Regions from separate parts of the Zea mays genome. Here region 1 is linked to region 2. Evidence: chromatin contacts called from public Hi-C data. All regions are on one chromosome and are shown on one strand. Each heading gives the region's core, a stretch centred on a gene start, on an enhancer-like site or on the middle of the called end of the contact. The rest is flanking DNA. Distances are from core to core; before and after follow the strand shown.

Evidence for each region. A called contact is a pair of places that touch in the nucleus more often than the background predicts.
Region 1: a contact with region 2 is called in a Hi-C map of leaf, with 2.9 times the contacts expected there. The contact joins the promoter of LOC100282709 here to the promoter of LOC100274791 in region 2. A contact is called at or near these places in 3 of 25 Hi-C or Micro-C datasets (ear, leaf and tassel).

The regions. Positions count from the first base shown.
Region 1 is chr3:142,050,943-142,053,642 of Zm-B73-REFERENCE-NAM-5.0, forward strand. LOC100282709 (receptor-type tyrosine-protein phosphatase S) reads left to right here and starts at 1,368. Exons shown (of 8, transcript NM_001155616.2): 1 at 1,368-1,843; 2 at 2,592-2,673. The coding sequence starts at 1,565.
Region 2 is chr3:141,533,076-141,535,775 of Zm-B73-REFERENCE-NAM-5.0, forward strand. It overlaps LOC100274791 (Transmembrane 9 superfamily member 1), which reads left to right and starts at 1,415. Exons shown (of 12, transcript NM_001320176.1): 1 at 1,415-1,639. The coding sequence starts at 1,532.

The DNA of each region.
Region 1 (2,700 bases), core at 118-2,617, 520 kb after region 2:
AATTAATGGCTTTATAGTCCAAGATGATTTTTGCTGCTAGATTTTTCTGTTCCCAGAATTTCCTTTCCCTTTTGCTTGACAGGGGACATCACATGGTACTCAAAAAGGGATTGAATTTTTTCAAGTTTCGTGTAGTGGACTGAAAAAAGGAACTGCATGGTACACAACAACAGAAAAAAAATTACAAGATCTCGTTTGGATATTTCTTGAAAACATAAATATTTGATTCATAGATTATCCTCACCTTTTATGAACACGTAACTCCACACATGATTGCAGGCAATTGAAGTGGAAATAAACAGTAACCATGTTTACTGCACAACTTTGTTCTTATTACATAAAGTAGATAAAAATAAATAAAGAGCACATTAATCAATTTTATATAACTCAGAATGGTTTTGCCACAAGTGCTCGATCAGGTCTGCCTTAAGCTGATAGTGGGTTTCCTTGTTCTTGATATTTTTTGTATTTTTGAATGAATGCATCAAGTTCAGGTGAAGAATTGTGTGACACTGTCACCCTTTGTCCCATGTCGTCGTAGTTGCAAAGATATTATCCCATATCGTCGAAGTTGTAAACTTGTTCTCCTTCGTACTCATCCCGTTCGTCTTCAACAATCATATTATGCGGTATGATGCAAGCCATCATAATATCATGGAGTGTGTCTTCATCCCACAAACGAGCCAACCCACGAACTATAGCAAAGCGAGATTGTAGAACCCCAAATGCCCTTTCAACATCCTTTCGACAGGCTTCTTGTGCCTTTGCAAAATATTTTTTCTTATTACCTTGTGGCTCTGGAATGGTCTTAACAAAAGTTGCCCACGATGGATATATGTCATCTGCTAGATAATATCTCATTGAATAATCATGCCCATGATGTTGTACTTAACTTGTGGACCTTCTCCCTCAGCAAGCCTTGCAAATATAGGAGACCTATGAAGCACATTAATATCATTGTGTGAACCAAGCATGCCAAAGAATGCATGCCATATCCATAGATCTTTAGATGCAACTGCTTCGAGTATAATTGTGGGCTTCTTTTTATGTCCCCTGTACATCCGTGCCATACGGTAGGACAATTTTTCTAGCTCCAATGCATACAATCTATGGATCGGAGCGTACCTGGAAATCCTCTACTTGCTCCAATTGCAAGCAACCTAGTTGTATCCTGTTTGTTAGGCAATCTCATGTACTTTGGTCCGAATACCTCAATAACAGCTACTATAAACTTTCACAAAGCTTCCAGAGCGGTACTCTCACCAATACGAATGTATTCGTCCAAAGTGTCAGCCGGAACTCTATAAGCTAACATACCTAAATAGCGATTAAAATTTAAATAGACACACTTTAAAAGTTTCATGGACCGGTCACCCACGCCTAAAAAAACCGTAATAGCAAAAACGACTCCACACGGTCCACGGCGTCTTCTCCGGCGAACCTTCGCGAGCCCTCGGCTCCCCTCTACCACCGCTGCCGCGACCCCGCCTCCGGAGCATCCTCGGGTAGCGCTCTGGCTTCCCGTGCCGCCGGACGTCCTGCAGGAGGCGGCGGCCTCCGTGGCATGTTGATGAGGGCCGCCGCTGCCCTCCCTCGCCGATCGTCGCGGCCCTCGGAGCCGGGGTCCTCCTCCTCCCGGGCTCCCGCCCCTGGGGCCTCCTCCAGCCGGGCTCCTGCCCCTGGGGCCTCCTTCGACCCCTTCGATGTCGATACCGACCCGCCATCACGGCCTGAGCTGACGCCCGAGCAGATCGGGCTTTGCGTCGACGCGCTCGCGCATTTCGAGTACAAGGGGAAGCGCCGGGATGACTTGTCCGACGAGTTCAGAAGCCTCTCGGTATCGGTACGGATGACTCTTGTTCGATTCTGCTCGTTTTGCTTCGAAGCAAAGCACGGCTGTTGCTATTGGATCGATTTAATGTGAAGCATCGGGGATCTGCTCGGAGTGTGTTGGTAGAGGATGCCGTGTATGGGTACTCAATAAGTTAAATGTCGTCGCTAAAGTCATCTGCAATACAAGGTTTTAATCATATTTTTTTGTTTTAAAAAATAGTAAAATGTCACTACCATCTGGCTCGAGTTTGATTTCTATCTGTCTAGAAGAAAAGGCTGCCAAAGTTTCTTTACACTAGGGTATTCATAAATGTAAGGTGTATTTTATGCCTTACATGGACAGTCATCTAGGTCAGATATATTTATTCATATCATTAACCTTCTTGGAGATAAACTCGGAAGGGGCGTTCTGTCATTCTGTAATATGGCCAATCTGCCATATCCAACCAACATCTCCATGATCTGTTGATCAGCTGTTCTTCAGTCTGTTCACTTAAGAGCCCAGTTTTGGCGTCTTATACAAATGCATGAAAATCTATAGAAGTTGTATTGAAAAAACAATACAACTTCCATCCTTCAAAACTTTCAGAAGCCGTCTTGCATAACACAACAATTTATAATATATTAATATTTTTATTCTTTTGAAGCAGACATGATGCTGTATTTATTATATAATATGCTTTAGGCTGCTGAATGCTTCTAGTCATGATGAAATCTATGCATTCTAAGTATTTAATGTTTCATGGCCACTTTTGCAGGATATTAGACATATGAAAACGATCAGTGTAGCTCATTATCCTGTTAATAGAGAGAAGAACCGATATATTGATGTCTTACCATGTGAGGTTCTCCACCTACATTTGTTAC
Region 2 (2,700 bases), core at 165-2,664:
TTTATACACATTATTCCCCACAACTTGTTGAGCGATGAACGTATGTGAGCTCACCCTTGTTGTACTCACATCCCCCAAGTCAAGGACAGGTACCACAGGATGAGGCGCGTGAAGGATGCTGTGATGAGCTCATGAGTGGTCTAGGCCGTCGTCTCCGAGTCAACTATGATTGTTGGATCGTTGTCTACGTATGATGTAATTATTTAGCTATTTTGTACAGAACTCCGATTGTATAGTAAAGATGTGACATTCGTTTCTGTACCATGAGTCATCATATGTGCGAGACTTGATCCTAGCACACTTGGTGAAGTTTGCGCCCGGGTTTGGTGCCCCTAAAACCCGGGTGTGACAGTCGGACCTGCGCCGGGGCATGCAGTCGCACAGGGAGTGGTTAGAACAGTCGCCGGAGTGGCCTCCTGCGAGATTCGCGGGGAATTGTTGCCATGGCAGTTGGCCGAGGCCGATCTCGGGCGAGACAGAGTCTTCTCCCGAGGCTGAAACCGTCTTCGGGCGCGGTAGAGTTCTGTTCCGAGGGTGAGGCTGTGCCAGACTCGTGCATGTCCCATCCGGAGTTGTTCGAGAACAGTAGCCGGTGTGGGGGAGCAGTTTCCGTTGTTCGTGGGCGTGCGTCATCATAGTTGGCGAAAGTAGATGGGACCATGGTCCCATCGTCCCCTGTTTGACCGCGGTGTCATATGGGGTAGATATCCGAATCGTCGCATTTAATGCACACGTCTCCACGGTTCCTGCGACCTTTGACTGAGGCTGGACTCAGGGTTGTCCTCGTGTCCGAGACGAGTTCTGGCGAGGCAGAAATGGTCGTTCCGTGAAAGAGGTATCCTCGGACGAGACAAGGATTTATCCCGGGCGCTGCCTTGTCCCGAGGATGGGCTCGAACGAGACGTAATTTTGAGCAACTGTTGAGCGGGGTATTGGGGAAATCGTGATTCAACCCTGCTAAACCACGGGAACGTGTTTTCCGATTTTTCGGTACTTAGATGTTAAACATGTTTAATAGCATAATCTGAATACCACTAATTATGATACCCAATAAATCTTAAAATTTTTTAGCCTACTTCTAATAATCAGTTTTTAGGGGTAATTTTTTTTTAACATTTTGCAGAAAGGACTCGGGAGGCTAGAGGCCTCGAGCCCTCGACTTTTTGACAAATGGCCAATCGGAAGCTCCGAGTATCCGACAATATTTTTTCGAAAACATAGAAACAGAAGATACGGTCAGAAAATCACCTTCTCTGTTTGGCAAGAGATTTTAGATTTTTCTGTTTCGGCAAGAGATTTTAGATTTTTATTATCGTATTTTTTCTGTCTCCGATTTCTTACTGAAAATACGATAAACGACCAGGGAAAATGGATACACACCGCACCGGTCGATACGGGATTTTACCTTCCAGGCAGCTGCTGGGCTCGTGACCCACGCCGTCTCGGACCAACCCGAGCGCCGAACCCCAAGGCTCGCGACCGCGACACTCTTGTGTCCTCCTGCTCTCCAGATCTCGCCGTCGGCGGCGGCATGCTCCCCTCCACCGTCGGCGGCCGCGGCCGCTACCTCATGCTCGGCATCGCCCTTGCCCTCGCTGCCCTGCTCGCGCTCGCCTCCGCTTCCGAGTCCGACCACAAGGTGCGTGCCCACGACTCCCACGCGGCCTCTCCCTGCCACGGATCCAAGTCACAGCTCGCACCCATCCCGGTTAATCTCTCGAACCGCGCTGGATCTGGACCGCCTCGTCGGTCGGATCTCGCGTTGCTGGGTTGGTGGCGCCGGCCCCTCTCTCGGGGTTGTTCTAATGTGAAGTTCGGTTGGGGACTTGGGGCGGATGCGACGAGAGAGTTCTTGGTGTTCGACAGTCGAGGACGCGTTTAAAGGAGGGTTACGGCTTAGATCAGTATTGATTAATGTGGCAGTGCTGGTAAATAGGGATGCTGGCACTTTTGGAGGAAAGCTTAATAGCTCATTGTGTTTTGAATTTTGAGTATAGATGGCTGCGGTGTTTCCTCATGCTCCGGATTGTGATGCATGGGAATATTGATATTAGTGTTGCTAAGGAAAAAATCTTGTACCTTCGGGGTTTAGGACACTTGTATTGACTCTGTATTGTGTGTGTGTGTCTATTTCGTGAAGGAAAAATGTATAACTTGCTCATGCAATTCGCCTACCTTCGATTGCATATTGTAGTTCTGTTTTGTGTTATGCTCTCTGTCAATAATAATGCACCCTACATGTTGTGTGCTGTCCTGAATCTGTAGATCTGTTTGATCAGAATTGCTTCAATGCCCATTCGGATTTTATATTTGTGCAACAAGAATGCCCCACAGGCTAATATGTGCACCCCTCACCTTTACCTTTGTTGAATCGATCTTAATATTGATGTGTCTTGGAATTTTTTATTGCAAGCATAAAAACTTTCTTCTAGCTGTTTTAACTCAATTTGCATAAAATTATGCTCGATATCACACTGGTTCCAACATCCTTAACCTTTTTATGTCTCGCTGCAAATGTTGCTAATTATTAGGGCATCATGTTATATAGGATAGGTGGGAAAAGCTTTACCCTAGTTAGGCACCTGTACAACCAAACTACATCTTGCTGACTGAGCATAATACAGCACTGATGTAACAGTTAATGATGTTGCATTGTCACTGATAGCTTACTAATGTCAGGAACTCAGGACTGAGGACCAC